Linked DNA regions of Zea mays: region 1 is linked to region 2. A link is a contact called in public Hi-C data. All regions are on one chromosome and are shown on one strand. The core of a region is the stretch at or near the end of the contact, and the rest is flanking DNA. Distances in the headings are between cores, read along the strand shown.

What was found. A called contact is a pair of places that touch in the nucleus more often than the background predicts.
Region 1: a Hi-C map of ear shows a contact between it and region 2, with 1.9 times the contacts expected there. The contact joins the promoter of LOC100279967 here to the promoter of LOC100284409 in region 2. A contact is called at or near these places in 3 of 25 Hi-C or Micro-C datasets (bundle sheath, ear and endosperm).

The regions. Positions count from the first base shown.
Region 1 is chr1:292,719,908-292,726,079 of Zm-B73-REFERENCE-NAM-5.0, forward strand. LOC100279967 (putative RING zinc finger domain superfamily protein) reads left to right here and starts at 1,304. Exons shown (of 1, transcript NM_001152915.1): 1 at 1,304-2,323. The coding sequence starts at 1,432. The coding sequence ends at 2,028. It overlaps LOC100285778 (ML domain protein), which reads left to right and starts at 5,334. Exons shown (of 4, transcript NM_001159051.2): 1 at 5,334-5,531; 2 at 5,629-5,730. The coding sequence starts at 5,441.
Region 2 is chr1:292,573,005-292,579,028 of Zm-B73-REFERENCE-NAM-5.0, forward strand. LOC100284409 (syntaxin 121) reads left to right here and starts at 2,672. Exons shown (of 1, transcript NM_001157304.2): 1 at 2,672-4,044. The coding sequence starts at 2,991. The coding sequence ends at 3,911. LOC103644142 (trafficking protein particle complex subunit 8) reads left to right here. Exons shown (of 29, transcript XM_008667340.4): 27 at 128-286; 28 at 527-633; 29 at 722-1,837. The coding sequence ends at 1,250.

The DNA.
Region 1 (6,172 bases), core at 54-2,553, 150 kb after region 2:
TTTTTCGTGTAACTTTTGGTACATGATAAGCCTGATAGGTTCTTTCTTTGTATCAGTGTGTGAACAATGGGTAACTTGATGTTGCGTAGAAAGGGAAAGGGTGGTTTGGTTTCAGAGTGGTAAGATTGAAAACCCCTGACTAAATCTATTAAAAAAAACCTGACTAAATCTAAGGGAAAAGATAAACTCTGACGTTGGGCATGACCGCATGACAGTGGGCCGAAAAGAAGGACCCAAAAAATTCCTTTACGAGTAGATAGGACTGGAGTGAGACAAGACGGGAGCTCAGATGACTTGGGGTGCACTTCACATGCCACACGATGTGAGGATTTGTACTTGGACAAGTCCGATCACCTTGCCTTCTAAGGCAGTAAGGCACTTATAGATTATGCTTTCACAATTAAAGCCATCATAATATTGGATTAGTCCTCCTTTTTCTTTTCACGGCTTGATCGATCCGATCCATTCAACCCCACGAGGATGACGTCTAGACCTGTTTAGATCTTTGGAATTAAAACTTATTATAACAATCATGATTTAGATGCATGTCAATTAAATTTTTATTAGGCATATATGAAATATAATTAAGGTGATAACATGCTCTAAATTTTAATTTATAAAATTTAAGAATTAGATCGTGTTTGGATCGTACTCTATTTGTATTTATTTTTAAACTAAAATTACTTAAGACCTTAAATGGATCTTGAAGAAACATTTGATCGGTGATTGGTTACCACCCCTAAATATAATTACATATTACTGTTGCCTACGTTTTACATAGCGTGGGAATCTACGAAATTCATAGCCTGCACTGCACTGCTCACATGGTGGCGGCACGGTGTGAATGACTATTGACTTTTGACTAGTGTATCTGTATCTCAGTAGTCAGTACCTATCTGTATGATTGTATGTATGTAGACCCAAACTGCATTGGGCATGCTTCACACAATTCGCCACAACTTCAATCAAAAACCAAAGAAAGTCAACCTGCACACACATGATCCCATTGTACTGGTGGCGCCCTTTGACAAAGGCAGCAAGTTGTGCAACGGCACAACCTTACGAGACATCCTTGTGGTTTTTTTTTTGTGTGTGGTTCAAAAACAAAAATACGCGAGCAAAACCAGCAGGAAACAGGCGTATAAAAAAAACAGCAAACCGACGCATTGACCTCGAGATCATTGCTCCGCGACATGCACAGCGCTGACGTCGCACACTCGCAACCGGATCCGAGCTGCTTCTCCCTTCAAGCCCAAACAAAACCGCACCAGCCACCAGACCATCTCCAACTCCAAAGGGGAGGGCACGGATCGCTGTCTGCACCAACACCCAGCGCCGACTCCCCACCTCGTCGAGCTAGTCTCGTGTCGTGTCGTGTCGTGCGTGGCCCACTTGGCTCGCCGCCAGCCAGGTCAGCAGCACGCCGCGACGATGAGCTCCGGCGGGACGCCGCCCGTGGGGCTGGCACCGGTGGACGGCAACTCCGGCGGCATGTTCAGCACCGACCGCATCGGCGGCTTCGGCTACGGCGTCGGCGTCTCCGTCGGCATCCTCCTGCTCATCACCACCATCACGCTCGCCTCCTACTTCTGCACCCGGGCGCCCGTCGACGCGGCGGGGGAGGCTGCTGCTGCCGCCGCCGCCCCGTCGTCGTCCCGGCGCCACGGCGGCGGCGGCGGCGGCGGCGAAGGGGCGCAGGCGCACGACGTCGAGCTCGGCATCGACGAGGACACGCTCAAAGGGTACCCAGAGGTGGTGTACGAGAAGGAGGCCAAGGCCGCCGCCGCCAACAAGAAGGGCACCACGTGCACGTGCTGCTCCATCTGCCTCGACAACTACGGCGACGGCGAGGTGCTCCGGATGCTGCCCGACTGCGGCCACCTGTTCCACCGCGAGTGCGTCGACCCGTGGCTCCGCTACCACCCGACGTGCCCCGTGTGCCGGACGTCGCCGGTGCCGAGCCCCATGCCGACGCCGCTCGCCGAGGTCACGCCGCTGGCGATGGCCGGTATGTCGATGTCGTCGTGACAACGGCACGGACCGGGTTCTTTTCTCCTCCTCTTCTTCTTCTTCTAAAAATTCTTCCTTTTCTTGCCCTTACTGCTAAAACATGGAATCGACGAAAATGTTCAGGGCACTAGGAATTAGAATATATTTTTTTTCTCAGGTGTAATTGTAAATTTGGGATGGGCTCAGGCGCTCAGCGTATTTTCCATTTCTCCTTGATGAAAAAGCAAAGCTTGAATTAGGATTATCTAGGGCGATTGCAAACGTTTTGGCGGATCTTCAAATTATATGGAACCGCGATTTCTGTTTTGGCAAATTGGCAGCCATCGTCAGTGCTGCCACCGTCCCACGTCCCCAAACAAGATGTGAATTCCTGACGGTGGAAATAAATTCAGGATCCAAAAAAGGAGAACGATTTCATCCATAGACTTTGATCCATGACTTCGATTGCTGTGTACAAAGGTTTTGCTAGCTTCGATGCTCTTGACTTCGGAGACAAAGAATGAAAGAAACACGAAGAATTAGACTTGAAGGTTCAGACTTGATTAGTTTTTAAGTTCTAATATGGTAGACAAGTACTTAATGGCTATAGAATATCAACCAATGGTCCTAGATGCCACGAACCTATACTAATGGAGTAATGGTGTACTACATGCAGCCCCCTTTTATCCAAAGATTGATGGGTCAACTCCTGTGGAAATTCCACTGTTCGTTCTTCCAACAATAGTCGAATGCGAATAGAGGGATAATGATGCTTGCTGTCATGTCAAGACAAACAAAAGCTTTTTTTCAGAATATTAAGAGGGTGTTTGAATGCACTAGAGATAATTGTTAGTGGCTAAAATTAGTTGAGACATCCAAACACTCTAGCTAATAGTTTAGCTATTAGCTATTTTTAGTAAATTAGTTAATAGTTAGGTAGTTATTTGTTATCTAGCTAATTCCACTAACAAATTTTAGTTAACTAACTATTAGTTCTAGTATATTCAAACACCCCCTAGATATCAAGTAACTAAAACTATTTTCGGCATGTATAGTCAAAATAGTTCTAGTTATATGATACATGTCAAAGCAGCTGTAGCTTTGAGGTTCTTAGGCGAAAATAGTTAGTTCTGGCAGATCTATATATTCATTTCCGAATGCTGTACACGATCCTGCTATGATCAAAGGACTTTATAGCTATTTTGAATCACTCGTGCTGATCTGCGGTACATGGGACATTCCTTTTCCGAAAGACGTGGCACTGAATTTACTAGTGCCTTGCAGCAGTAAAGGGCAGACGTACTAACCAATAACGCTGTCATTTAATAACGTTTTTTAAGGTAATAATGTGGCAATTGGCAATGAAAAGGACATGTAATCAGTTGATATTGGCATAACCTTACACCAGTAAACAAAAAATTGAACGGGGGAGTAGTGTTTGAATGGCGAAGACTTTGTGCTCTCTCAGTACTCCAAGCCTCCAAGCGTACCATGGAACAAATCCGCTAATGTATTGGAACCTGTAAGGCCTTGTTCGTTTCTGTCGGATTCCATCTGGAATCGTTCCAGCTAATCAAAGTTTATATAAACTAGAGAAGCAATCCGATTAGGAATCGTTCCGACCCACCAATCCGATACAAACGAACAAGGCTTAATATATTTTTCCCGTGTAACGATGTTCTGATCCTGACCACCAAGGGCTATTCAACGGTACTCGTTAAATATCCAGTATTTTTGCTGACCAATAATATTTAAGGGCTCAGTTAGTTACACATGTTATAAAACAGTATCCGCCTCTGGTCCTGCCGGTGTCTACGCAGAAACAAAAGTACAAATCTAAAAACATGCATACAAAGATTTAATTCGGAATATACATATCACTAAACAATCGTGCAAGATTTTCTCTCTCTCCAAGTGATATATGGAAGGAAGAACATATAACTGAAATGCTAAACAAAACATATCATCGATACTCATGCAAGGTACGCAGAGTTATGTAAAAAGCTTTTCCAATGTCAATAAACTTTGTAGTTTTCTGGGGTTTTACCACAAATTTGTTCACCATTTTGCCATTATTTCCAAACCCCTTACGCTCGTACTAAAAAAACATGTTTTGTTTGTGTGGACCGATCAACATTGTTAGGCCTTTGGAACACTCAAATCTGGATTGACTTAAGCCCCATGCTCAGATTGCCTGACTTCACTAAGGCTGTCTCTCCTAAATTCCGTTCTCTAAAGTAATATTTTTTGTCCTTTATATAACACTCTAAAAGATTTCATATTCTATATTTTCTTCATCCCCGTCTCCTAAATTTGATCATCTATATCTACAAAATTAACCTAGAATATTTATTCTCTCTTTTCATATAATTTGGTGATCAATCCCGTTGATCTCCTCGTCATTTTGCATGTTCGTCCTCTCTCCCCGACGACCGCTCTGTCTCTCTTCCTCCTTTCCGTTGAGTTGTCACGCGCCCATGTCCTCGGTGGCCGCGCGTTCGTCGTCCTCCCCAGCGAGCTGCTGCGCCCGCGTCCACGATGGTTGCGGGGTCGTCCTCGTCGTCGACGGGCCCACGCACTCGTGCTCCTCCCCGTCGATCTGCCACGCGAGCTCATCCTCGTCCCTAGCGATTCGTCGCGCGAGCTGCTTCGCATCTCCTACGATTTGCCGTGTGTGCTACTTCTCGTCTCCGACGATTCGTGTGTGTGTTCAACGTCCCCGACGAGTGCCAATCCAAAACTCCGACGACCGGCGTCGAGGCGCTCGTCCTCCCTTCGACAGTGGGCTGGAGGATTCGATGGATAGAGGACGCACAGTAAATCGGTAAATGTAGCGGATGAAAGACAAGCGCTATATTTTAGCGAAGAAGTAGCAGATGTTGTTGGACGGTTTTCGGAGGATTGAAAATGTTATATTTAGCGTACCAGATTGTTTACAGTCCCAACCCTTTTCTAAGCCCCGTGCTCACATTGCTTGTACTTAACGAGATACTCCGAGTAAACTTGTCCTCTTCCGTTCGTCCCCAGCTCCCTCCGATCTCACAACTCCCTTCTCCCTTCCGCAATTCAATCTGTAGGTAGTTAACACAACGTTATTGTTTTCAAGAAATCTCTAGCATCAGTATTCAGCTTAGAAGCTGACGGGCCCAAAATGCAGCGTATAGGGTGTCCCAAAATGTTTCGAATGCTAGAAATATTGGGCTGGCGGCACGGAGAATTTCGAGCCCACCACAACGGCCCAACCCGATGCAAACCGTCACAGTGCCCAACAAGACCCACCTGGCACTTGCTATTGAAACGGGTCGACGACATGTGTCAAACACTCCAAAGTCACACAGCTCACAAACTGGTGGATTCGTGGCGTCACCTGCTAAACCATCTGCTATTCTGCTCGACGGCTCAGCTCTAGCCTCCACTCCAGGCACCGGAGTCCGAGAGCCCGCCTACAGTGATGGCGCCCAAGCACCTCAACCTCTTCGCCGCGGCGCTGCTCCTCCTCCTCCTCCCCTCCGGCTCCAGCGCCACCGCCGTCGAGTACTGCAGTAAGCGCGCCTCTACAAGTGTCCCCGTCTCGAGTTCTGTTTTTGCGGGACTCCGTTCGAGCCCTTTCTGACGGTGATGTCCGTGCTGTGTCTTTAGAAAAGGGGTGGGACTACCCAGTGAAGGTGAGCAGCGTGGAGGTCGTCCCCGATCCCGTCGTCAGGGGACAGCCGGCCACCTTCAAGATTTCCGCCTCCACAGGTAACCAGTCCGTGTTGCGGTTGCGGGTTAGGGATTCAGAGCGTATATGTGGCATATGGTAGCTCGAGTGTGCTTAGCCATTTATTAGCCGGGAAATTCCTGCGTAGCCATTTCTCCTGTTTCACAATATTGTCTGGCCTATGGACTATGGTATACCAAACACAACAAAGAGCTTCGTAACGCAGATAGGGGTTGGTTGTAATGGTTGGCTGGTACAATCTAGAAAACTTCTCTCCTTATGCTATCTCCAGCAGCTTACTCATCCCCATAACTATATTCAAACTCCACTCTGAGAATAGTGCTGCAGACGGCCTTAGGTGCTATATTGGACTGTTCTTGACAGTAGTTGTTTTTCACATACAAGTATGAAACAGTGTGTGTTGCGAAATCATATGCATGTGTGCAAGCCAGATCAGCGATTCTCTTATTTCTAACATTTTTT
Region 2 (6,024 bases), core at 1,422-3,921:
ATTCTTCAATGAACTGCCAGATACAGAACACTTCGATGGTTTCCATTGTCTTATTCAATGCTCTTGTTTTATAAGTCTTGTGAATTCAAGGTTGTGATATATTTTCCCAATGCATGCTTGTTTGAAGGATTGTGAGGCGGATTCTTGTAAAGAGGCAGAAAGTGATTCCTGCACAAGCGATATGGCTTTGTGTCCAGGAAGTAGCACTGATCTGTTTGACATTGCACGATCTCCTTTTGTTGATTTTCACCATCAAGAAAGATGCAGGCAAGTGAAGATGGCAAAGGTTAGTTCTTATGTTATAATTTATTACACTGATGTTGCATACTTGCATCATTTGACTATTATTTTCTTGCTGGTTCCATGAGTTACCGTCTGATGAATCGATTTCTGGGTAGTTTCTTGACCCAAATATTCAAGGTCAACTTAACACAAACTTGATTGGAAAACTGGCACATGCATAAATTTTTTTGTTATTTTGATCAATGATTAATAAAATTCTGACCTACACTTGATAACTGTTCAGGGGCCATGCAGCCTTCTTGATTTTGTTCTAATCTCAAAGGCAGTTGATAACTCTTCCAAGCCTACTCCAGACTTCGAACTACTTTCTCATCACACATGTCATTGCAGGCAAGTGATAGAACATGTAGTTGGTTGCAATCTTCGTTGGCCTTTGTTGATGTTGAATAATTGCTGATCCCATCTTCTGTTTTCATAGTGCTCTAAGCCAGAACCCTATATGGTGGCTTATGGAAGGGCCTCGGACAATTAGTCATGATTTCTCAAAGTCTTATTGTGAGGCTAACCTCCAATTGGTCATTCACAATTCAGAAGCTCATAAGATTTTGGTGAGAGTGGTCACTTTTGATGTAATTCCAGAGAAAACCGTCCATCCTCATGACTCAACCAGTGCTCAGGGTGGATGGTATGATGTATCACTGGAAAGTGACGTAAAGGCCATCTCTAGTTCCAAGAGTACACATCAAGAGAAGCGATCTTCGAAGAGCATTCCACCATATGTTTGGTGTTCATTGAGTTGTGCTCAAATCGAGCTCCAACCTGACAGTTGTGCTAGAGTTCCTCTAAAAGTGTGCATATTTGCACCGGGCACATACAATTTTTCCAATTATGAGCTGCAATGGAAAGTGCATCTATCTGAGGGACCACATGTGGGTGAAAATGAGAACCGGTTATCTGGCGGTGGTCTAGGCTATCCTTTCTATGTCACTGTCCTTCAAGGTGTCTAAGTAATTATCAGGATTCAAGAAGTACCTTCTTGAGCGTCAATATAGACCAGTGCAAAACTCAGGAACTACACCCAATTGCAACGGGCTGATGATAATAGGTGCCAGCCAGTCCAGTTTGTGCAAAGATCTGCCCCGGAAGTTCCCTGACTGAATATACTTGGATACGCTCATGGTTCTGCTTCGGTACCGATATATTTACACGTCATTTTGAAGGATGAGTTCTGGTGAGTACATGTATACAATTGTCGCTGGGAACAAAAACTAACGGTAATTGCTGGTGGATTTTTGGCAGACAGAATATACCGATAGAAGTTTTGCTTGTCTAATTGTTGATGGTGGCTAGTAGGAGCATATACTATTCCTGTACATCCTGTTTAACTTGTCGCTGCTAGACGATTTCGCAAATGTAGTATGTAGTGGTAGATGGATCCGATAAATTTTCTGTAATTTTGACGAGGTAATCAGGCAATCGTCTCGAGATTGTTGTTGTATGGGCGACAGTATTTTTTCATTGTTTGTACAATCCTTTTAAAAATCATCGTCTGGCCTTGAGCCTTTATGCCATATGGGTATATGTTGATTCCCCTTTTCAGTTCCTCGTATCGACGTCCAGCTGTCCACATCAGGTGCAAGTGTCTGAGGGGTGCTGTTATTTTTGATATTTTCTTTTCTTTCTGATCGTGATGTCGTCTTTTGGAGATCGTAATCACTACGGAATTGCTATGATATTTTGTGTGATGACGTTGTTTTTGGGAGATCATAATCAATACGGAATTGCTGTGGTGACTTCGAAGAGCTAGTGTATCATGTCGCCCCTTTTGCCTCTGATACGAACACATTTGCACTTCTGTAGGGTGCAGTTGTTTTCGGATATCATAACCACTATGTGACTGCTATGATACTCTGTGTGATGACTCTGAATAACATACCATGTGGGTTCTTTTGATACTAGCCAGATGCACGACGGGCTGACGAGCACGGCGCCTTCTGCTCGATCCAGTGCATGCGCCGGCCCGGCCATTTGGCCAGTACCTTCGCCGAGAACTCCTTGATCCTTGTGTGACGCTGACGCAGCATGTCAGCATGTGGTGTAGTACTTGTACTTCTAACTTCTAAGAGATACTCAAGCGACAGTACGACACTATGCTACAGGGTACCGTATCGCCCTTTTCTCTCTTGTCTCGGTGTTACGAGACAGACAAGTGGATCTGTAGCTGTGCAGTTGGGTTGATCGGGTCAGATCAGCCGGTCAGCATGGATCGGATAGTGCCGGGTGGTTGGTAGTTACGGCTCGTTGGATTTCCAGCGAGGCGACCCGGCGAAAGACCTGGACCCGCGCGCCGAATCCCACCACCCATCGCGTCCCCAAGAACCCTCGCTCGTACGTGTCCGTGCCCCCCTCTGCCCTCTCCTTCGTCCCACCTTCCTCCCGCGTTGCCATTTCAGAGCAAGGTGGCGCGCGCCGCCTCCTCATCACACGGTCTCCTCGCCCGCCACGGCGTCACATCACATGGATGCCTCGGCACGGCCGACTCCTTCAACTCCGCGTCCGTCGTCTTGTTCCATCTCGCATGATTGATTGAATCTCCACGCCCCCCTTGTCCAACTACCCCTCCCACTATTTCATTTCATTTCATCCCCCCGATCCAAGAAACCGGCCACCGGGCCGGAGCGAACCCTTAGAAGCGACCTTGGCCCGTGAGGAAGCCAATCAGCCAGAGACAGAACAATCCATCCACCATGAACAGCCTGTTCTCGAGCTCATGGAAGCGCGACGGCGGGGACATCGAGTCCGGCGGCGTGGAGATGTCTGCGCCGCCGGGCGCCGCGGCGGGCGCGAGCCTGGACAGGTTCTTCGAGGACGTGGAGTCCATCAAGGACGAGCTCCGCGACCTGGAGCGCATCCAGCGGTCGCTCCACGACGCCAACGAGGGGGGAAAGTCGATGCACGACGCGGCGGCCGTGCGCGGCCTCCGCGCGCGGATGGACGCGGACGTGGCCGCGGCGATCAAGAAGGCCAAGGTGGTGAAGCTGCGCCTCGAGTCGCTGGACCGCGCCAACGCCGCCAACCGGTCCGTGCCCGGGTGCGGGCCGGGCTCCTCCACCGACCGCACCCGGACGTCCGTCGTGGCCGGGCTGCGCAAGAAGCTCCGGGACTCGATGGAGTCCTTCTCGTCGCTGCGGTCCCGCGTCGCGGCCGAGTACCGGGACACGGTGGCGCGGCGGTACTTCACGGTCACGGGGGCGCAGCCCGACGAGGCGACCCTGGACGCGCTGGCGGAGTCCGGGGAAGGGGAGCGGTTCCTGCAGCGCGCCATCGCGGAGCAGGGCCAGGGGCGCGGGGAGGTGCTGGGCGTGGTGGCGGAGATCCAGGAGCGGCACGGCGCCGTGGCGGGGCTGGAGCGCAGCCTGCTGGAGCTGCAGCAGGTGTTCAACGACATGGCCGTGCTGGTGGCCGCGCAGGGGGAGCAGCTGGACGACATCGAGGGCAACGTCGGCCGCGCCAGGTCCTTCGTCGACCGCGGACGCGAGCAGCTGCAGGTGGCGCGGAAGCACCAGAAGAGCACCCGCAAGTGGACCTGCATCGCCATCCTCATCCTCCTCGTCATCATCCTCGTCATCGTCCTCCCCATCGTGCTCAAGGGCGTCAATAAGAACTAGGCCGCCTGGCCTGCGTAATTCGTTCTAGTTTTTTTTTTTCGTGGCCTTTGTATCATACATACGGTTCGTTGATACGGTCGTCTTGATTATATTTTCTTCTATTGCCTCAACCTTCGATTACATGGTTTTGTTTATAACACATGATTCATTTTCTTTTGCTGTCGATGTGCCTTGGGGAAAGATGAGCGAGCTTAGGTCGGAACTTGCGGGTCAAAACCTGCTTTTGCGGTGGTTATTGACTTTACTCGTACGCAGCACGCACGCCTGTGACCTGACGCACTCCCGGTCTTCCTCCTAGTCGGGCTCGGGCATATACCGGGCCAGTCGCCAGGGCCGGCTGGTGCGCCAGCGCCTCGCATATACCGGGTCAACAATCTTTTGCTATTCTCAGAGTGCCGAGCCACTTACTCTAAATCTATCCTCTATATCCATTATTTATAGTTTTCTTTAAAAATATCAAAACATACTTTACTTTTATTTTTTACACATACATATTTATAGTACTCTAAAATGTATATATATTTTAGTTTTGCTAAATCTGTTGTTTTAAATATTAAAATAGATAGAGTAGAACAGAGAGAAATTCTCTATATAGAGGATCGAGCAGCGTTCTCTATATTTAGAGAGATATGAGAAAACGGTTTAGATAACACTGCTCGAGATATAATGAGGAGATTCTTCTCTAAAATTTAAAATTTAGAGTATATGACGATTCAGAGGTCTCAGGAGCCCATTGGTTCCGGCCTCCGGTTCCGTGGGCTAAATTCTAAGGACCTTTGAAACGAAACAACTTATTTTATAGAAAACATAAAAAAAACTCATCGAAGTTTAATACCAGTTATGAGTTATTAAATATAGTTTAATTATAAATTGATTATATATATATATATATATATATATATATATATATATATATATATATATATATATATATATATATATATATATATATATATATATATATATATATGAACTAAACAGTGAGACGAGTCTATTAAGCATAATTAATCTATAGTTTGCTCATATGATGGTACAATAAATATTTGTTAATTATAAATTAATTAGGTTTAATAAATTTGCCTCGTCATTTAACATTCATCTATATAATTTGTTTTATAATTAGACTATATATAATATTCATAATTGATATTCAAACATTCAATATGACACTGACTAAACTTTAGTCAGGAGAACTAAACACCTATACTATCTCCGACAACCTCTCTTATCTTTTTCAAACCCTACTCTATAAACAATATTGCCTACATACCTTACTGAGAGAATGGCCAAAAATAATATGCCCCGAGGAAGCTGATTCTAGTGCACCGACTGTCACATAAGCTATCGACCATATTGGTGATAGTTGAACTTATGTTTAATTTATTATGTGAGTGTTGAATAATCCATTATTTGTTTGTGTTGTATCATCCGTTATTTACTTATATTGACCCATATTTGCTTATGTTGTGTAGATGGATCCGAGTATGGTGGAGATGGGAAAAAAGGGCAGCATGCAGTACTATTATTGAATGAATTATCGCAACATACGCTGCCATTCATAGAAACTTGGGTAAATCTCTACAATGAGCGTCACTTTCAGAAAGGTGCATATAGTCATATAGGTCATTAGATGTCCCAGAGAGTGCTTTTCAATAGATCATTAGGTTGATGAATTATCCAAGACAATTTTATAACATCTTTTGCATGAGTTTGTAAGTTGTTATGTCACTTCATGATTTATTGGTCTCCTCATATGGTTTGACATCAAGCCAGAATGTTACATCAATGAAGTCTCTAGCAATGTTCTTATGAATTGTTGGAGGCCCCAATTATTTTCCTAAGCTAATAATTGGTTTGTTCGCTCAACTTGAACAGTCCATATGAAGTTCAAGGAAATTTTTGAAGTGTCTGCTCAAGTTAGGAAAACTGAAAGGGAATTAGGCTCACACCTATTTCCTAATTGATTTTGGTGGTTGAATTGCCCAACACAAATAATTGGACTAACTAGTTTGCTCTAGTCTATAAGTTATACAGGTGCCAAAGGTTCACACTTAGCCAATAAAAAGTCCAAGAAATGAGTTCAACAAAGAGAGCAAGGGATAACCGAAGACTG